Regions from separate parts of the Xenopus laevis genome. Here region 1 is linked to region 2. A link is a contact called in public Hi-C data. All regions are on one chromosome and are shown on one strand. Each heading gives the region's core, a stretch centred on a gene start, on an enhancer-like site or on the middle of the called end of the contact. The rest is flanking DNA. Distances are from core to core; before and after follow the strand shown.

What was found. A called contact is a pair of places that touch in the nucleus more often than the background predicts.
Region 1: a Hi-C map of animal cap shows a contact between it and region 2, with 4 times the contacts expected there. The contact joins the promoter of LOC121397070 here to the enhancer-like site in region 2. A contact is called at or near these places in 3 of 4 Hi-C or Micro-C datasets (the XL177 cell line, the XTC cell line and animal cap).

Annotation. Positions count from the first base shown.
Region 1 is chr8L:74,859,197-74,864,323 of Xenopus_laevis_v10.1, forward strand. It overlaps LOC121397070 (stonin-2-like), which reads right to left and starts at 3,704. Exons shown (of 7, transcript XM_041572999.1): 1 at 3,587-3,704.
Region 2 is chr8L:74,821,063-74,826,403 of Xenopus_laevis_v10.1, forward strand. It overlaps LOC121397070 (stonin-2-like), which reads right to left. Exons shown (of 7, transcript XM_041572999.1): 5 at 1-994. Among protein-coding and RNA genes, the nearest start is that of gtf2a1.L, 25 kb to the left of the region's middle. Within about 2 kb of position 1,904, at least 1 of the 7 cell types and tissues checked has an H3K27ac peak or open chromatin away from gene starts, as enhancers often do.

The DNA of each region.
Region 1 (5,127 bases), core at 2,454-4,953, 40 kb after region 2:
TCTACAGTGTCAAATGCGGCTGAGAGATCAAGCAGTATTAGTAGTGAGAAATGATTGTTGGCTTTAGCGGTTAAGAGGTCATTAGTTAGTCGAGTCAGGGCAGTTTCCGTGGAGTGTTGTGGCTTAAAACCAGATTGTAGGGGGTCCAGCAGGTTATTGTCAGAGAGGAATGAGGTAAGTCGGTTGTAGACTAGGCGCTCAAGTAGTTTAGAGATGAAAGGTAGCAGAGAGATAGACTACAGTTATGATTATTATTTCTCTGTATAGTCTGTAAGTGCGGAGATGACTATATAAATATGAGATATACTTTGGTATGAACAATACACAGTTTAACAATTCGGCAGACATTGATCAGCTAAAAAGCACCCGGAATGATTTTAAATGGTTGTAAAGTGCTGACAGGTGCTCTGTTTGTATAAATAAAGGTGACTTTCCATGGAATTTGTGTAGGTGTGGCTTATTTACTTAGTACCTAATATTGGCCAGGCTTTTGCCCAGAATTCCCTTATTTGCTATTAATTATTTAACAAGCAAGAGTAGCCTATCTTAATGATAGGTATTTAATAGCTAATGTGTGCAGTGGGCAGCCATATATTTCTTGATCCCTGACAAACACTGGGAGTGATGTAGCTTAAATGCAGGTAGCAGAGTAAGATACATACATTTTAATAACTGATTATTTCTTAGGAGAAACCCTGTCTGAAGAAGGAACAAAACATAATGTGAAAATACAAGACAAGGGGGGAGAGGGAAGTCAGAGGTGGAAAACAGGATCCAAGCTGAGACAGAGGCAACAGAAAGTAAATCAAAAGAAAAAGAGTGAATAATGAAGGAAAACACTTTCTATGGAAGAACAATGGTTTGTCCGGTGATCAAAATGCTGCTGATATATTTATTTTAAAGAAAATCATACTTTCTAATAGGGATATTGCTGTCAGAGAATAGGTATCTCCTATGAGCAACTCACTTATGCATCTACTGTATATGCAATACCCAATTAGAGAAAGATAGGGGAAATAAAGGAATGACTGACAATAAGTTCTGAAGTGGAGGATGTGATATTTCTTCTGTCACTTTTACATTAAATGTCATCAACTCTCATTATCAGCACCCCTCTGAGTCAGCACTTCCACTTCCACCCATAACTTTTAAAGAACTGATTTCATGTCTATTTAATAAAGTGTCATACCTAATGCCCTAAGTGAAGTTACATTTTCAGCATTTTCTATTTTCTTTTTCAATATATGGCACATCAACTCTAGCAAATAAAGTGACAGATATTCTTACACTGTCCAATCGCCTCTTAGAAATAAAATAATGGCTCTTCTCCCCACTGCCACCTTGCTTTCATGCTTCTTAGACAACAGTATTCAGGTACATTGGAGATACAGCCTTTGGTCAGGGCCCCTCGTAGTTCAGAACAAGGTAACATATATAGGAAAGCATCAAAAATTGTCTCAGTTATTCTGTTGATTTAAGAATATCTTGAATATTCTTTTTTGCCACAAATCTCATCCTAATTGATCTTCTAGCAGGGCAGACCACATAAGTATTCTCCAGAAATCTTTTTCCAGTTATTAACCACTTTTATCCTGAGGTATCAACTGTGTATTTAAATCAGTGGTGTAACAACTTGGGTCCACCCCCTCCTCCACAATCTTCAGAGGGGCCTAACACTCTGCAACTGACCCTGACCCTACCTTGTCACTCCCTCAAGTAAGTATGTAGAGTGGCTAAACAGAAAGATGAGCCCACATCCGGCCTCTGATGTCCTGTCCAATTGCCTGTTTTTAACCACAATCTTTTTATCCCTCTGGAAACTGTGTTATTGGACTTTTGGCCTGTGTCAAGCTTCCTCCTTGGTCCTCACTTTCTCTCAGTAGGCCGAGTGGCCCTGGACTGTATGACAAGAATTGTGTAACTTTCAAAAATATATGAACCAGTGCTAAATTTTGCAGCAACTTTTACCTAGTGCAATTAATAAAAAAAAATTATATAAATGCATTTTGGGGGGGGGGGGGGGATTTTGTGCTACTTCAGCACCAAGTCTGTGAAGGTTTTCATTATCCAGGTCTTGATATAGACTATATTTAGTTCAGGTCTGGACTGGGATTCAAAAATAGGCCCTGGCATTTCAGGCACAAAGTGGCCCACAGCATTGGACTGGGGGTTGCCGTGTCAGAGGGACCCCATACACCCCCCCACATCAGGCCTAACCCCCCTCCACCAGCCCCTGTCCGGCACTTACCTTTTTTTCTTCACGCCAATAGGGGAGATCAGGGAGCAGAGCTGGGAGCAGATCTTGGTGGGTGGGGCCCACAAGGTTTTTTCCCAGTGTCCATCTGGCCTAGTCCAAAAAACAATGACTGCCTATGACATTTGCCAGAATTCACAGACTGCCAGTTCGGGTCTGTTCTAGTTGTGTTAAGACTGAACTTTATCAGTAATGTTCAAAATTACTCAAATTCCAGTTGCTTTAGACTTGTCATTACTATATACTAATAAATGAGCACCCACATATGTTGGTACATCTTTATCAAAGAGCACACCCTGTGTATCTCACTTTTGCTATCTCACAACTGCTACCGACCCTTACGTATAAAGGAATAAATAACCATGAGAACAGAACCTTCCTACACTACATATTTGCCTTTATTTACATGCGTGGGTGCTGTCATAACAAATTACTATTTCTAGGATTTGAGAATACCTCAGCCAAGACATGCAATATGTCAGTTCCCACACATATTTCTAAATGTAAAGAATATGAAATAAATACATTTACCAAAGATCTTTAATACACTATATCCAGTATCAATTTTGGCATAAACTATATGCATCTTGATGCCTCTTAAGGTTCCTAAATTCAAAAGACCCGCTTCCATAGAATACAGACCTTTGCCTAAAACACCATGTCACAAGACATCATTCCCCCTAAACACTCTCTACATGAAATGGACAAATCATGTCTCTCACTTGTCTTTCAAATAGAATGCATATATCACCCACTGTTAACTAAACCTGCACATAGCATCCAGTACCATAGACATGACAGCATGCATCCCACCTAAATAAACCCAAAATACACAACTAAATAAACACTCTAGTAAATACCCTAAATGTATTGCACAGTAACCTTATGGCCATACCCTGAGTACTTCATCCCACAGACACCAGTGCATTTGTCTCATCACAATTCCCTGGACACACTTTTTGTATGAAACCATTAGAAGATATATTTCAGTGTTCATTTTTGGCCCCATACTTTGGGCTGAGCTACAATGACACCGTGCGGGCATCGGTTAGTAAGGTTACCTACCTGCAGTTGTATGTGGCATTTAGGAGTGGCAGTCAGTCAGCTGGCACTTTAACTGGATCTGCCAGACTGAACAGCTTATTATTTCCTTCAAGGTAGTTCAGAGATAAGGTAGTACAGGGGTGTAATAGCTCTACTTAAATGAGGTTCTTGGGTACTAAGGAAATGAAGTACTCAGCGACTTCACAGGTTTTGATCAAAGTCTTATGTTGTTACAGAGCTCGACCCAGCTCTCCATATCCATGTGCCAACTGATGCCACTGCACTTACCTACCCCCTGTGCCCACACGAACCCTCTCCCAGCAGGACACTGTTCAGACAAAACGCCTCCACGAACCAACTCGGAACTGTGAGCCGGAGAGACCGAGATCTCTAGGCCCCGCCTCCTCCGTGTAAACACCTGCTGATTGGTTCTATCCGAACATCTGGACAAAAGGGCTGATGCTTTAACCCCGTGTATGTGTCCTGGCAGCAGAGCTGAGCTGTGCAAGTGTCGGGCATGAAGCTTGAGTGGGTTTGTAAACAGCACAGGATTTTATAGCTCAACATATACAGGCAAAGACGTTAGCGCCCCAGTGCTGCAGCTTCACAGACTGATACTAGTAAGCTACAAATCCCCATGCCCCTCTGAATATCATAAAGAGGTCCTATAAGGGTGGGAAGTGATAGGGATACTTGCTTTTTATAATGTCTCGTGTGTAAATCAGTTATTGAGCCACAATAAAAGCCAACACATTTCAGACTAGTGATTATATCTCAGGTGAGACTGGCAAGTAGATATAATGTGCACCAGCAAAGCTAAAAAAAAAAAAAACAAGCAAAAGCTTAAAGGGTATTCACCTTCCAAACTATTTTTTCAGTTTAGTTTTCAGATTGTTCAACAGAAATAAAGATTTTTTTTTCAGTTGGTTTCCATGCTTTATTTTTTGCTTTAATTTTTTTGCACAATTTAAGTAGAATGTCCCTGTCTCTGGTGTTTCAGTAATTCAGCTCAGTAATTCAGTTGCCGATTCAGAACTGTTACAATTTTGCCACATTTCTCAGCAGCATCTCTGGCGTATTAGCAACTATTGTATCAATTCTAACAGCTGCCTGTAATGAAACCCAGAGATTTTGCTCAGCAGGGACAAAGATAAGACATGTATCAACTAAATGTATCAATTTAGAACAGTTTACAGAGTCGGCAACTAAGACCAGCTTTTAGACAGAATAATGGCAGAAAATATAAATATATGCTTTTATTGTTACATAGGAATCCAATGCATGTCATCCTGCTCCTTCCCAAAAAAACTGGGGCTCCTCATCAGGAGTCCTGCATTTTTCTGTGCCCCTGATAAGGAGTTTCTTGAGTCCCCCTCTTCTCTTTAATTGTTCATTAATTGGGGAGTTTACAGTTGACCCCCTGCAATGAGCACCACCAAATTATATTATATAAAGAAGTGCACTACCAGTATTTCTAAATCACATATTACTTAGCAAGCTGAGATGATTCAGACCTATCACTACTAGAGCACAGAATGGGGTTGGTGGTCTGACTGTACAAAACAATGAAAGTTATATGTCCAATTTACTCTGGTTGCTCTGTGCAGCAGCTCAGTTGAATAAACAAAACATCAAAGATTTAGGGTAGGGTAACACTGGGCGATTCGGTCGCCTGGCGACTAATCGCCACGTCTTTGTGGCAACCAATCTCCCCGGATGCCTTAACTCTGTCTTGTGCTGGCTAAAATGAAAAGTCGCCTGTGGCATGGCACACGCGTCGCTTCGGGTGACATACTCCAAAGTCACCTGAAGTTTCCTCGCAAGGCAGC
Region 2 (5,341 bases), core at 654-3,153:
TCAGAATAGTCTGTGGTACCTAGTTTGACTACCTGCTCCTTTTCTCCTGTGTGAGTAACTAAAGGCATAGGTTGGTATTTCCGTTTTTCTCTGTATATAACTTTATCAATCCTAATTGTGTGAATCCTCCCATTCTCATCATAATTCTGGAGTTTGGGTTCTGATATCTCATGATTCTGCTCAAGTTTATATTCTCTGAAGGGTTTCTCCAGACCCTTTTCATAGAAAAGTTGCAGGATACCAGATTCCGTAACCTTGACATATATGGGACCCCAATGTCTGGAAGACATGATATTCTTCTTCTCTGGTATTCTCAGCATCATTGACCAGCCATCCTTTGGCTGAGGTTTAGTGAAGCTTAAAGAAGGACCAATAGTATCAACATCTTTTAGAGGATCATCCGGCAAAGTTGGACTACCAGGAGAATCTGGGTCTTCCAGTTGAATCTGCTTGAGGCACTCTACAGCATCAGCTTGCAAGGTTTTTTTCCGATAGTCCTCAAATTGTTCAGTATCAAGTTCTTCAGAGAGAAGAGAAGTGAAATTTCTTTGGCATGGTTCCTGATCACTGGATACAGAGGAGCACTCAGAAAGTTTTTCTTGCTTTTCAAAATAAGAACTGAAGGGATTTATTGGGGAGGGTAGGACATTCTTCAATGTTTCATCGTGAAATGGATTAGGAGTTTTTGTAGGAGGGGAATTTAAAGAGAGTTGTCTGTGTAGTGATTTAAAATCAAGTCTTTGTGCTCTTTGGAAATCAACCAGTGAACTTTTAGGCCGTTCCCTTTTTTTAAAGGAGGATTTTGGACTTTCCTGTTGTTTCTGGTTGGAGTCTTTTGGAGAAGGTGAAACAACCTCATCTTCAAAGGTGACCCAGTTTCGAAATGTAGACTTTGTTGGTGAGTCTGTATGCCCGTTTATGGAGAAACTACTGATGGAGCAGCCAAGGTTTTCCATATCTAAGTCCTCATCCTCTTGAAAAGAAGAGGAATTGTCTGTAGAATGGGATGAGATAAGATAAATTAGAATATTATTTTTATTTAGTGCTACTTTAACATATTCAGAAATCAGTACAAAATTTGATGTATTATTCTCGAAGTCTATAAAGGTTTTAATTTATCCATTTTATGATATATAGTATCTAGTATTGTCTATGGCAACTGGACTTGCTGTGTAATCTTGAAAGCATTCCACAACTCATCTGAGCAGCTTCTTCAACTCAAGGGTAATACAGTCACAGACATCCGCTCTCAATGGTTCAATTTAACTATCATGAATACACCTACATAATGAATTATTAAAACTTGTTGTTTGTTTTTCAGATTAGATAAATGACATGGTAAAATACTTTACACACTAGAATTATCTAACAAGATAAATCCTGAAAAGTTGTAACTGAACTGTAGAATGCACAGTCTAAACTAATAGCTCTCAACATGGTCCTTTCATACATTGTGTCAGTCTAAATGTATATCCTTCTTTGCATTTCCCCATTTTGAACAGAACTCATTGTTTTGTAATGAGCAATAAAAACAACATTGTACAAATGTATTAGAAGCATGATAACTGATGCACATCCTGGTCTTGGAAAACTCACAAGTAGTTATGTACATTACATTTCATAATGCTATATAAACATGACAGTAGTAATTTTTCCTTGCAGGAAGATTCTCAGACACTTTCAGCCAGAACAACAGGAACTATGACCTCTGCTACAGCACATTCTGGAATTCAGGAAGAGTCAATGACCTGAGTTGGGGCTGCCTGTGGTGATAATGAAACAGAGGAAGAGCGACTCACGGGCTATTCAGCTGTGCTGCTGATAGATAGAAGGTCATGTGCAGGAAGCATCTTCATTGTCAGCAAGTGGGGTTCTGCTTGAATTCTATCATTCTTTGTTAACCTTTACACTTGGGATTTGTAGGTTGTTGGTAAGTTACATAAAGCATTACAGAATGTTTCTTTGCTGCTGCTGCTGCTGCTATGGCTGTCCTTGCCTTCCTCACTACTTGCATGTAATACATTCTACTATTTATCCACAGATTAATTTGGGACTCATATACTGATGGTGGGGCAGGGTGCAACATGCAAAAAACAGGGGCAAACTACCATGTTTTTCATCCTCTGCACCCTGACCATAGCTGTAAACACATGCGGAGCTCAAGGACCTGTGCATTACTCATGAATCTAGCTATGCCTACTTTGGCAGCAATATATTCATGAGAGGCAAATGTTGAAAGGCACGTAGGTGCCTTTCCCTATGGTAGGCTGCAGAACGCAGTAAGACTGTGGACACAAGTGCTGTTTGATTGAGCACTAAGAGGTGCCATTTTGTGCCCCTTATCACTCTAGGGGGCAAATTCACTAAGGCGTGAAGCGCCGAACGCTAGCGTTAATTCGCTAGCGTTTGACATTTTCGCTACTGCGCAAATTCACTAACGAACGCTGGCGTAGTTTCGCCAGTGTTACTTCGCAACCTTACGCCAGGCGAATCTTCGCTAGCGACGAAACTACGCAAATTCACTAACTTGCGCAGTGTAGTGAACGCTACCTTTTACGCTAGACTTCCTTCGCCACCTCAGACCTGGCGAAGCGCAATAGAGTAGATAGGGATTGTTTCAAAAAAAGTCAATTTTTTTTCTAAGTCCCAAAAAACGCTGGCGTGTTTTCTACATGATGGCTGATAGGCTGTAAAAAATCGAAAATTTTTTGGGGCTCCCCTTCCTCCCCCCTACTTTTCCTGACTCATGGCAACTTACCTAGACAGTGGGCACATGTGTAGGGCAAAATAAAATTTTTATTTGCAGATTTGAAGGTTTTCTAGGCATTTGTAGTGCAGATACGTGTTCCTCCATTGAAATTTGAATTTCGCGCCGTATGCAAATTAGCCTTCGCTAGCGCAACTTCGCTTTATATAGCGAAACAACGCTAGCGCAACTCCGCAACCTTACGCTACCCCTGTGCGCAACTTCGGATTTTAGTGAATTTGCGAACCGCTGGCGAAACTACGCCTGGCGAAGAGCGGCGAAGTTGCGCCTGGCGCAACGTCGCATCTTAGTGAATTTGCCCCCAGGAGTCTTCTTAATTTAACCCTGTGGTCTCGGCTCATGGTATACGAAGTACCTGCTTACTGGCCCTCAGCAACATTAGGCGTAAGCAAATGGACACAAATACGAAGAATGAAATAATCTACCAGTAGTTAAACACATGCCTGTTTTGCCACCCATAATCATTTTGTTGCCCATGCTAGGGCAGATTAAGCATGGGCATCAAAACATCCCATCTGCTATTACCCTATATGTAAAACTTGTGGTAATGGCTTCATAATTAATTACAAAATAAAGAGGCAACCATCTAAACAGGATACATTTTCACTGTCACTTGTTTTCGACCTTCCTTTATTAATACACATATTAAATATATATATATATATATATATATATATATATACAGACTATTCTATGGGTCTACATATACAAATGCCAGATCACTGCTAACATAGTGAAAAAGAAGTAAAAGGGGTGTGTGCCCTGTGTTCAAGCACAGGGTGGGAAGCAGGAGGCCCCATGTTATTCCAATGACTCATTATTACACACACATTCCCTAAAATTTGGCAAATAGCCCTTTCAGTTGAAATGATGGGTCAAATACCCTGCCAAGGACACTGCAAAAAACAAACCAGAAGGTTATGTTTATTTATTTATTTACACAACACCATTTCAGGCTATGCTATACAAAAAAGAGATAATAGAACAAGTAATGTAGCATTCACCGGCCAGTGTAACAGGTGGGTCCTTGGTGTAGGAACTTGCAATCTGGGAACATAACAAACTATAAAAGCTGAATCGCACTGTGATCCTTCCTGAGCTAAACACACAGCAAGATCTCTATGGGAAGGACAGATATGTACAAAATACACATTTATTAACTGATATTTTATTAACCAGTGCTTTCATGTTTTCTTCCCTGTGCTGCCACCATGTATGTAACATTTCCCTAATGTCATCATGTTAATTGTGGAAATAAAGATACCTAGGTGTTCTGATACAGAAGTAGATTATGCTTGTTTACTGAAAGGAGAGGAGATGGGGGTGACTCAGCCGGTTTTGACAGAAGAGCAGGGACAGCTGCCCTGTTCCTGTTGACTGGTCCCTGCTTAATCTCTTTATAAATAGATCTCAGGCTTCAAGGTTCCTTATAAATCGCAGATAACTGATCAGGTTTAAATCTATCATTGAAACAAGCCTGTTATGACCTGACCAGTGCTTTCACAGTCACCTGCCTGTACATACTTTATTTTTTTGTCCACCAATGCATTTTTATTTTAATACCATTTATTTAACTCATGGTCTTAATATATTCCTGACATTTACCCAGCACTTCACAGAGGTTACACATCATTCACATCCTGCCCCATTGTAGATTACAACCTAAGGTCCCTATCACATTCACAAACACTAGGATCAATTTTTATCACAACCCAAATAACCTGCCTATATGTTTTCTTTTGAGTGTGGGAGGATACCGATGCAAACACGATATTCAGAGCTGGATCAAGTAGTATTTGAGCCCAGGATAACACCCCCCCCCGGTCACTATTATTCAGTCTGTGTCCCTGGTCACTCTCCCTGCAAAATGCTGACTTACAAACAAGCTAACCCCCCACCCATAAGCACAAAGTCACTTTAGTCCCTGCACCCCTCCTCTCTTGCACCCTAGGCATCTGCTGCCTATCCCTACCATTTGCTGCACCTTGTTACTGTTCTTTGCACTTTAGTGCAGACTCTCTTAATATTGTACACGTAAATGCTTTAGACTGCTGGCAAGGAATCAGACTTACTCTTTCCCTACCACTATGGAACTAGTCTGCAAGCACATAGATATTCCCTCATAATTCTCTAAAACACAAATTCTTTCCCTCAATTTCCCACCAGTTTCTATTCCAATAGCCATAAAATCCCTGAAGGAAAATAATACATTTGCTTCTTGTGTTTAATTGCACTTGTGAAACTGCTGAATATGTATAAAATGGTCAGCTGTCAGGAGAGAGGGGAACCTGTTTGACATTGAGGAATAAAAGTAAATGCTTCAGTTAATATTTGTTTTTTGTTTACTACTGGAATAATGAGCTGGCTGCCAATAATACATTCACTTGCTTTTAAATGCTCACTGCCAGACAAGGCTACATTGTCTCCCTCACTGCACTGCAAGTTACAGGCATGTTATTATATCAGATAAACAATTTATTTGGTATTCGTGTAGTTCAAAAATGTTCATTCTAAACATTTGTGTCCATCAGTGAAACTTCCTGGATGCATATCTTTTTTTCATATACCTCATTT